2 separate regions of the Rattus norvegicus genome follow, and region 1 is linked to region 2. Evidence: chromatin contacts called from public Hi-C data. All regions are on one chromosome and are shown on one strand. Each heading gives the region's core, a stretch centred on a gene start, on an enhancer-like site or on the middle of the called end of the contact. The rest is flanking DNA. Distances are from core to core; before and after follow the strand shown.

The links. Hi-C and Micro-C count contacts between places; a contact is called where the count stands out from the background.
Region 1: a contact with region 2 is called in a Hi-C map of psoas muscle, with 1.9 times the contacts expected there. The contact joins the enhancer-like site here to the promoter of Ahnak in region 2. A contact is called at or near these places in 3 of 12 Hi-C or Micro-C datasets (the A7r5 cell line, mammary epithelial cells and psoas muscle).

The regions. Positions count from the first base shown.
Region 1 is chr1:215,347,725-215,353,157 of GRCr8, forward strand. It overlaps a transcript of Ahnak not described here. Among named protein-coding and RNA genes, the nearest start is that of Ahnak, 39 kb to the left of the region's middle. Within about 2 kb of position 1,982, at least 31 of the 93 cell types and tissues checked have an H3K27ac peak or open chromatin away from gene starts, as enhancers often do. A contact at or near this core is called in the A7r5 cell line, where this site is marked.
Region 2 is chr1:215,309,711-215,315,168 of GRCr8, forward strand. It overlaps Ahnak (AHNAK nucleoprotein), which reads left to right and starts at 1,644. Exons shown (of 5, transcript NM_001398671.1): 1 at 1,644-1,790.

The sequences.
Region 1 (5,433 bases), core at 732-3,231, 38 kb after region 2:
GCCAAATCCAGTCTTCACTCTTCCGTGATACTAATAAATGAGATAAACTACAACGGAAGTGAAGGTTAGAGTTAGCCCCGCCCCCTGGTCCCAGGGTCCCTAGAGAGTAGACAGGTTGACTGTCTGCAAACACTGCTCTGGTCAATCTGAGACCTAGGAGGTTGAGACTCCTTAGAAGGGAGGGCCTGGGAATGTGAGGGGCTTCCACACAGGGATTAGGAGTAGGAGAGACTTGCTCCCAAGGGTGCTGTTTCCCCGTGTGCCTCTCACCTGCCATGCCTGCTGGACGCCAGTTTGAGAAGCAGCCAACAGCCTGCAGTATGATCCATGATTTCCACGCTCCCTGAGTGGGATGGGGCAGTTCCACCCACCACTGGTTCCAAGCCTGAGGGTAAGAACTCAGGACACTTAGAGCTCTTCAGTCACAGATCAGAGTTTACAAGGAAACAAGTCAAAATCCGAGGGGAAGCCTGGCAAAAGTGGATTAGTCAGAGCCAGGATGATTTGGATGAGCCAGAGAAACGTAAAGGGTGTGGAGGAGGAAGACCAGAAAAAAGGAAGAGAGGTTGGGGTGTGACTCAACGGTCTAGTACGTGCAAAACGTTGGCTTTATTCCTTACCATGTTCATAGCCCCAAAGGGTGGCTTCGGAGGGCTTGAGCCCTGCCTTTCTGGATGCCCCAAATAAATGTACTCTAAGAAAATCAGAGCACTGTGACATCGAGGCAAAATTTTTGCTCTGACCCCAAACCAAATGATTGGACATCCCCGCCCCTTCCCCTCCCCCCCAATTCACCAATCCCGGCTGTTAGTGCCCAGGGAACAAGGGAGCCCAGTCTTTGGGGGTTAACTGCAGCCCCTTTTAGCCACCCGGCCAATCCTGGAACTAATCCCAGTTCTGTCACAGTTCCTAGGCAGATTTTCATCTATTTAGGTCCAACCGCTGAGAAGTAATGGGCTGAAACAGACTGGGCAATCACAGAAAAAGACCAGCAGAGACCAGCTGGCAGCTGTGGTATGTGGTCCACACTCTATGTGTTGCCTCTAGGACTTACTTGGTGGGACCTTAATTTCTAAAATGCAGCATTAGCCCCAGCTCTCTCCTTCATCCAGACTTTGCTGAAGAGATGAGCTTGTACGTGACAACATCTTAGGTGTGTGCACTTTTGAATGTTGCTATTTAATAGAGGGCTGGGGAGATGGTTCGGTATTTAAGCTCTTGCTGCTCATGCATGAGGACTTGAGTGCTGGTGTCCAGAATTGAGGTAAAAGGTGGGCATGGTGTTCTGGTCTGTAACCCTATCATTGGGGGGGGGGGGTGAGGATGGAGGACTCCCAGAGCTCTCTGGTCTGACAGTCTAGCCCATTGGTGATTGAGGTCAAGTGAAGACCAGATCTCGAGAAGAAGGTCTGAAGAGAAGAAGAGAATGATAGAGAAAGATAAATGACTTTGGCTCTGGCTTTCACATTCATGGGCATAGACTTGGACCCGCACACATGTGCACATGCATAAACATGCACACACATACAAATACACACAAATTATAATAAAAATAAGACTTGTGTGTGGACTGGGAATGTAGCATGCATAAAGTCCGGGGCTTGCCGTTATCATAAACCTGGCTGAAACCCCAAAACACAGGAGGTCGAGGCAGGAGACTCTGAAGTTCAAGGTCATTCTCCCATTGATAGGTGACTATTTAAGGCCCGTCCATCCATCTCCTGGAGTCTGACAGCCCTCATTACTGAGCTGTAGTCACACTGGCCTGCAGTATGGGCACTGGTTGCCCTACCGAGGAAAGAGCTTTCTTTAGATTAAAGGTCGCTACTCCTGTCCACCCAAAGTGGAAGGCTTTGATTTTTTTCACCCATGCAGTGTAGCCTGCTCTGTGTGTTTTTTCCTGTGTGTGCAGTCTCTCCCAGGGTACATAGCTGCCAGGCAGCCGTGGCTCTGTTCCCCTGGCTCTGGCAGGCAGGCAGGCAGTGGGGAGGGCTGGAATGTGAAAAGTCAAGGGAGAAGAATGACAGCGCATTTTCTATTTGTAAGCCGGCGAGTTTGGCTCACCACTTGAATTTCAAGTGGGCCCTTCAGGCAGATAGGGATGTCAGGTGAGAGAGCAAAGGCAGCCGATTTGAATTGTCTAAATTCCTAGAAAATAAATTCTAGGAATTTCAGCTGTAGGAGTAAGGTGGGTCAGGTAGGGCAAATTCACTGCCGGAAGGTGGAGCCCTGTAAGGGATGGGGCCCTAGTAGGGGGTGGAGCCTGGTAGGGGGTGGAGCCTGGTAGGGGGTGGAGCCTGGTAGGGGGTGGAGCCCGGCTAGGGGGTGGGGGTCTGGCGTGGGTAGGCTTTCACTTTTTTTTCTGTTTGCATACCATATTTTCCTTCAAAGTATTATTCCTGTTGAATCTAATAGACGAGTTTTGAGCTAAGGTTTTTGTTTTTTTCTTTAATCGAGCCACAGATCTCTTCTGGAGGGAGAAAAGCCACTCCCTTTAAATACTGTTTTTGGTTACTGTTCTTTGTTTGGAGTAATTACTACCCCCAGAAGTGGGAAATTACAGATTACTGATTATCAGAAGGAAATAAGTGCTTTGGATTAGCCAGGCTCTTGCCCCTGGATGGCCATTCCAACCCTTGCCAGTGTCCCAGGTACAAAGCCCTGTACTGCATGTTCTGCAGACACTCCCTCCCCTTCGTTGTTTCCAGAGGGGAAATGGTTGGATCCTGTGTCGCTTGTCATGTTCTTGTTACATAATCATGGGAAACCTTTGATAAGTTTTGTTGGTCACAGGAATGAGTACAGGAAAAAACATGGGGGTTGTGACTTGTCTTTTATTCACTGTGCCCTGACAATGGGTTGAATTTGGAGTGTATTTACTAGCACTTGCTTAATATTTGTTAGAAAGATTTAAAAGTTGGATGCAGGTGGGCTGGCTGGAAAGATGGCTCAGTGGTTGAGAGTGACTCCTGTTCCTTGGGAGAGGACCAAAGTTTGATTCCCAACCCCCATGTTGGGTAGCTGACATCCATTTGCAACTCCAGCTCCAGGGGAGCGGACCCTCTCTTCTGGCCTCCTTGGGTATCTGAACTCGTGTGGTGTCATCTGTGAACTCACACAGATACACACATACCCACTTAAAAACAATCTTTGTGGGGTAGGGTGACACATACCTTTAATCCCAGGGCATTGAATTGGGAGGCAGAGGTCAGTTGATCTCTGAGAGTTTGAGGGCCGCCTGATCCAAACAGCAAGTTCCAAGACAGCCAGAGCTACCCTGGATACCCTGTCTCAAAAACCAAGACAGAAAACAAAACAAAACAAAACAAAAAACTGGATGAGAATGCTGTGGTGGGCCAGCCTGACTGTTGGTTCACACAGAGAGGGAAGCGTGTGGAGGTAACCCAGTTTGTCCATACCTAACCATACCCAGGGAACCTTGACTCCCAGGCCCCCCCTCTACTGTTTACTTCAGTGATTGTCAGTTTCCGAGAGTTTTCTGATTGGCCTTGCCAGCCACATTCAGCTTTTCCCAGCAGCCCTCTGGCTTGGATGCAGCCCTCTCTTTTCTTGCCCTTGGGTTTCAGTGTGCCCTGACTCCTTTCTCTTTCCCGATTCTTCTGTGCTCTCTCTCTCTCTCTCTCTCTCTCTCTCTCTCTCTCTCTCTCTCTCTCTCTTTTAAAGATTTATTCATTTATTATATATAAGTACACTGTAGCTGTCTTCAGATACACCAGAAGAGGGCATCGGATCTCTTTACAGATGGCTGTGAGCCACCATGTGGTTGCTGGGAATTGAACTCAGGACCTCTGAAAGAGCAGTAGGGTGCTCTTAACCGCTGAGCCATCTCTCCAGCCCTTTTTAAAAGGTTTATTTATTTATCTACTTTATGTATGTGAGTACAATTCTTCAGACACCAGAAGAGGGCATCAGATCCCATTACAGATGGCTGTGAGCCACCATGTGGTTGCTGGGAATTGAACTCAGGACCTCTGGAAGAGCAGCCAGTGCTCTTAACCACTGAGCCACCTCTCCAGCCCTCTTCTGTGCTCTCATTCCTCTAGTTTCCTGGGTTTAGTGCTACTTATGTTCGGATAACAGCGACTGATGGCTTGTCGGTCTCTCTTCCCCATTAGATTGTTGATCCTGTGAGGGAGGGATGCTGTGTTCCTTCTTTTTTTTTTTAAAGATTTATTTATTTATTTTGTATATGAGTACACTGTAACTGTCTTCAGACACACCAGAAGGGGACATCAGATCCCATTACGGATGGTTGTGAGCCACCATGTGGTTGCTGGGATTTGAACTCAGGACCTCTGGAAGAGCAGTCGGTGCTCTTAACCACTGAGCCATCTCTCCAGCCCTGTGTTCCTTCTTATTATTGTATCTCTGGCATAACGCCAGCACCTGGCATGTGGCACCCAGCACATGGCAGAAACTCTGTGAGCCACCGCCGCTATCTTATCGCTGCATACACTTCCCATCAGCAGCAGGGACACCTGTTTTCCTTCTATCCCTTGCTGGGAGTCTCAGAGGCTTTTTCCTAAAGTCAGGGATGAGAACAAATACAAGCAAACAGAAAGCGAACACCGAACACCAGAGCTGTTTTTGTTTTGTTTTTTATTCTTCTTCTCTGAGTTATGGTCGAGGTTTCTGCAGGCCAGCTGCTTCCCTTGAACTGTTAAAGTGTGAATTCAGCTGCAGTCAGGAATGCACGGTCTGCAGACTGTCGGTGACACTCCTCAGGTCTGCACCATCCCAGCTTTCAGAAGGATACATGGGTCGACAGGAGGTCAGGTGGGAGCCTGACACAGAAAGTGAAGATCTTAAAACCTGAGAATGGTGGCTGCTGGTAGCTGCTGTGGGAGAAGGGTGAGTGGGAGAGTTTTCTGTCAGTGAGGTCCCAAACAAGAGGCAGGCATCTGGCATGTTATTCATGGCTCAGTCAGTGAAGCGTGGCTACAACTATTATGCCGCCCTTCAGTTGTTTTCATTTTTATTAAAATATATATATATAAAAAAGAGAGAGAGAGCCAGGATGGTGGCTCACGCCTTTAATTCCAGCACTGACGAGGCAGAGGCAGGCAGATCTCTGAGTTTGAGGTCAGTCTTGTATACATCATAAGTTCTAGGAAAGCTAGAGCTACATAGTGAGACCTTAATTCAACTCCCTCTCCCTACCCAAAAAAGCTAGACTGGTGGTGTGGATCGGTGGTGCCTCCTATAGGAAGGCTAAGATAGGAAGATCACTCGAGCCCAAGAGTTTAAGACCAGCTGAGCAATGAAGCAACCTTGTCTCCAAATAGAATAGGGGCTGGAGAGAGAGAGAGAGAGAGAGAGAGAGAGAGAGAGAGAGAGAGAGAGAGAGAGAGAGAGAGAGAGAGAGAATGAGAACCCAGGTTCAGTCCCCAGAACCCACATGGTGGTTCACGG
Region 2 (5,458 bases), core at 394-2,893:
AAAAAAAAGAACCAAAAAAAAAAAAAAAAAAAAAAAAAAAAGAGTTCACTCTAGTGAGTGCGGGGAAAGGAGTGGATTTGGGGCCTATTGACAGTGTGTTTGTGATGTTTAGTGGGTTGGGGAGAGAGAGAGAGAGAGAGAGAGAGAGAGAGAGAGAGAGAGAGAGAGAGAGAGAGAGAGAGAGGAGAGAAACGAATGTTAGTAACCAAGTCTCTGCTTTGCCTGTCCTTACACGTCCATGCCTGTCTGAATTTCTACCTACATTTCTCCACCCTGGTGCGTCCATTATATACAGGGCTGTTCTCTATCTCTCCCTTCTGTGGTCTCCCTCCCCCCATCGCCTGTACCCTGTGTGGTAACTGGACCTGGACACAGCCCCCAGGGCTGGCAGCAGACTTGGCTGATATTTTTAGCCTGTAAACATGTTTGCCATTTCAGAGGACAGGGCAGGGCTGGTCTCAGCCCCAGCCCACTCATGATCTTGGAGCGAAGGTGCTCCTGCCTCAGGCCAAGGTCTCAGTTCTCCAGCTTGAGGTCTCTTGGGGCGTTTGGGAAGGAAGGGAAACTGGAGTGGGCAGTTGGGTAGCCACCTGCCAGGGAGGGTAGAACTCATAGGGAAGAAGAAAAAGGGAGGTGTGGAGGGGGGATGTAGCCAGAAGATCTCTGCACCCCATCATTAAACATTTAATAAAATCCACATATAGTTAGAAGTGGCTGTGGGAAATGGCTGTAAATCGGGAGCTGAGCACTTACAAATGGGAATATGGGGGAGGAACTGTGAGGGGCAGAAGGACTGGGAGGCAAAGAAAAAGCTGGATGTTGGGTTCCTCAAGCTCACTGGGGCATAGTGGTTCCTGCCTTGCATCCCAGGGAGGCAGAGGCAGGCGAATCTGTAAGGCTATCAGGTTCTAGCCGGTTCCAGTTCCAGAATCGCCGGTGTTACACAGTCTGTGCTTCTTCCCCCAAACAAAACACCCAAAAGGCACGGGGTGGGGGGCAGGGTTTACAGAAATGGGGTGAGCAGTCCCATGGCTCGTACAATGGCTGCAGGCCCGACTGGTGTCGATGAAATGAAGAGCAGACTCCATTCCTAGGGGTCGGATCTAAGTCTTAGAGTCAGTGTGTTTTGTAGAAGAGAGAGCCGGAAGGCGAGAAATGGGCGAGGCTGCAAGAAGCTTAGGGACGGAGAGCAGGCTGGGGCCTGGGACTAATGTATCTGAGCTTGAGAGAAAGCTCAAAGGTCTGTGTGGAGGCTGGAGGTCGAGGTTGAATCATCTGAACTTCTTGGCTGTCCTGCAGAATAGGTTGATGCTGGATTCCAACTGTGAGGGTGAGCCTCTGCCCCTGCGTGCTTCCAGGAATTTCTTGCCAGTGAAGACATATACACTGTTTAAAATGAAGTGGGAAGATCCAAACCCGGGACAGGAGCAGTATATGGGATAGAGGAGGGGGAAAAGGCAACGCCTCCTAGTCCCTGAGCCCCCTCAACGTTCTTCCTTCACCAGCCCATTCCAGGGTGGCTTCAGTGTTGGTCTCACTCTCAGGTCCCAGCCCTGTTCGGGCCCCGCCCGGCCCCGCCCTCTCCCCATAGCTCCGGGCAGACCCGCCCGACCTACAAGAGCCGCCTCCGCGCGCGGGGGCCCGGCCACTCGGAGCAGCTCTGCCGCGGGGACTGCACTGTCCGCCCTGCCAGACCCGTCCCGACTGGGACTCGCTGTCGCCAGCAGTCACAGCACTACGACCTCGGGCCCTTCGCCGGCAATGGCTGCGTCCTGGGGCTGAGCCCACAGGTAGGGAAGCGAAGCGCTGGGCATCGAGGTGTGGGACCAGGGTATGGGCGATCAGGGGAGAGAGGGACTCGGACGAGGTGCATTTGCGCTAGTGTCACTGCGAGAGTTCCAACAGTTTGGAGCAAACCCGGCCGCCTACGGCCGCCGGGGCAGGCGACGCGTCACGCTTCGGGAGTAAAGCTCTTTCTCCAGAGTTGGAGCCAAGTTTAACTAAGTTAGAACATCGCTTCCAAGTGTTCTTAGGTTTTTTCCGCGGGTGGATTGTCGTCCCAATTGCACTGCAGGCCATCCTGGTCTGGTGGTCCCTGACCCACCTCCCTCTCTTTGGGGCGGTGGCTCAGAGCGCTACTGGGTTCCTATTCCATGTTTACTGAGGAAGTTTTCCAAGATTCCCCACCGCCCCTCCCACGCCCCTGCACCGCGTGCCCCCTCTGCTGTCTTTCGCGGCTCCCCACGACTCCATCTCGAACTTCGCGTCCGGAATCCCCTCGGCCCCACCCTGTTCTGTACCACTAGCCTCTCCCTTTCTGGCTCCTAGCGGCGACTTCAACAGCTCCCCTTCAGCTGCCCCGCCCTAGTCTTGCCCCTCTGTGTTTCCAGATCCAGAAAACTCTCTTCTTTCTCCAGGGCGTCGGAGCCTGGAAGTTTGCAGCGTGCCTCCCTGTGGGATGGGTGGGAGTGGGGGGTGGGGGACATAATTAGGGAGATTCCTGCGCTGGGGTGGGCGGGGAGGGGGCTGTGCAATCGACTTAGTCCCCAGAACCTCCCTTGCTCCTTCTAGGGGCGGTGCTTTCTCCCCACCCCACCCCACTCCCAAACTCGTCCGGGCGGGATGGCCCCCGCCCCAGCGCCTGGCTGGATTCCAGCAGCCTGAGGAATGTAGTGGTTGGAGCCGGTGACTAATTCAAACCAGAATTCGGGGTAGGGGGGTGAGGGGCAGAGGGGAGGGGGGAAAGGGGCCGTGTGTAGGCGGTGGGGCCGGAGCGCTGGGCGTAGGTGAAGGACTTCACTGCTCTCTTTGGAACCCTCCACTTTTGCAGTGCACGCCAGCGGAGAGGGCGGGGGGCAAGATCCTACTGTGGAGTTGGAAAGGCAGCGTGCTTAGGGTGTGTGCAGAGAGCTGTGTTATGTAAGGCTTTCCCATGCAGGGAGGGGATGTGCAGAGTGCGGGAGCCTGGGCCTCCTCTGGCCGGAGCCTCTTGTAATGCCAGGACGGGTCTGGGGGACACAGAACCTTGGTGGCTCTGGGTTGGCAGCAGGGCTAGCTGTACATGGCGATGAGCACTGGAAGACTCTTAGGGGGAACCCCGGGGATATGCTATAAGTCAAATGGAGTCCTGACCACGTAGTGTCCCTGGTGTGCGTGCGTGTGTGTGTGTGTGTGTGTGTGTGTGTGTGTGTGTGTGTGTGGTGTGCTTGCCTGTGCGCTCTGTCACTTCTGCACAGTGTGACCACAGAAGATTGTGCGCATGATGTCTGGGTTGTCACTCTGGTTTGGCAGGGTGTGGCCCTAGGCTGTCTCTGAGGACACGCGGTGCTCCGGGTGCTTGTATTATTCTCAACGTCCCCGTTCTGTGGATGGGAAAAGCTTCCTCTAGTGGTAATCGGGGGTCCTTGGAGATTGACCTGGAATTCCCTGGAGAAAAAGGACCCAGAGGTCTATTTCTGTTCCCAGAAAACCGCTGGACTCCCAACAAATCGTTTTGAAACAGTCTGCCCCTAAACTTTAGCAACGACAGAACCACCTTACTGCACCCTTTTCCTTAACAGCAAGCGTAACATATAATAGATGTTGGGATGAGTTCACAAGATCCAATGATCCTCATAGGTGACTGGGAGAGGGAAGGGCACACAGGAAGATGCCATGAGCCATGTTTAGGGTCTTTCTCTACCCATACTGAGAATAGCTTAGGTGAGTTTTGGTCCTGGCACTATTAGGGATGTCCCTGGGGGTAGGGTGGGTCTCTTTACCTTTTTCCAAGTTGAGTGAACCAGTAGCTTCCTTTTCTTAACTTGAAAAACTATGGGCAGGGGCTGTATCTGGTTTGTAGAATGTGCAGATTGTTCAATAGAAGGGAACCCCTCATTTAAGGGGCACTTCCTTGTTCTGAGCGGAGTTATGGGGCAAGGGGAGTATGGGAAAGGAACTGGGAACATGGGGGCTGAGCTAGTAAAGGACTCAGGGGCCTGGGTGTGGATAGGGATGACATCTGGAAGATGTCTGAACTCCTTCTAAAGCTCTTGTCCCTAAGAGATTATGCAAAGGGACATTGTGAAGAGTTCCAGGACATTGAGAGACAGGCATGTGAGTCATCCGAGGCTGAGTGCTAATGGTATGGAGGTCAGCAGCGAGGGAGAGGGTCTTGGCCTATCACCCCACGGCTCCAGGTCCAGGAAAGGACAAGAGAAAAATGGTGGACCAAGGAGCTCTGTGGAAGAAGAAAAGTAGCATTAGCTAAGGACAGAAGCTGAGCTATGGAGTCCTAGTTCACTTCAGGCCTAGAGAGGCTCTGCTTAGAGGTTCAGAGCCCTACCAGGCCTTGTGCTCCACTACCAGACTCTTATGCTCCACTTGGAACTGTCAGGTTCTGGCAGAGCACACCACTCTGAGCCTGAGGAGCTGGTTTGAGGGGTTGGGGTAGAGCTATGGGGGTGGAGGACCGTGTTGGGCACTGGGGTGTGGTCCTACCTTTTTCAGAACTTGGGAACTGCCTGAAGACAGACAAGAGAGGCAAACTGGGAGAGCTAGTCTGACTTCTGAAAGGATCTTTGCCTGGACGCCCCCAAGTTTCTCTCCTTGGGGCTGGGCTGACCACGTGCTTCTATTCACTTAGGTTAGCGGAAGGGCGGTGGCTGCCGAGTTAGAAAGTGCAATACACCTGGGCCCCTTTGGGCTTCAGCCAGGCTCTCAGGAACTTGGCAATTCTTTGATTTGACCACTGGATCATCTGGCTGGCTCCTGAAGCCTTCTTGATCACAATGTTATCCGTGTCTGAGTGTGTTCAAAAAGTGTCCGAATGGGGAGGTGGTGTCACAGAGTGTTTCTGCCGGATTGTCTGCGTACTTTGATGAAGCTCCCCTTTCTCTCTCCTAGCTCCAGTTTCCACTGGGGCTAAAGCTCAAATAGTTGGTCTTGGGTCTGTCACAGTTTGCACTACAGGAGTTGTTTCCTTTCAGTGAAGTTTGTGTTATTGCCTGTGAGAGGATGTCCTGTTGCCTATTCACGGGGCCCTCACACTGTGGTAAGCCTGGATATGTCACCTCTGTTGGCCTCCCGGGACTTGGAGGGCAGAGGCAATGACTGACTTTTCTAGCGTGGAAGTCCGTTTCAGTGTACAGAGACTGCAGTTATGGGCTGAAGGGAGCTCCTTTGTCCTGTACAGGTCCAGGCCCTGAAGTTTGTGTCTAGAGGCCCCCAAGGAGGACAGGGCAGTCTTGGGAGTAGAGTCCCCACAGATAGAGGTTGGGCAAAGCATTTGCGTACAGTCTGTCAGGGAGCGGCATCCTGCCTGGTCCCTGGGGCCTGGAGCGGAGGTTCTGGGGGAAGGGGAAGTGCCTGGAGCTGATCCTGGCTACGTGTCCTGGCTAGGCTGCGGGTGGGAGGGAGCATTGCAGCCGCCGTTTGAAGACCTGGCTCTTAGTCTTTTTGCTACACGGCTTGACCACTA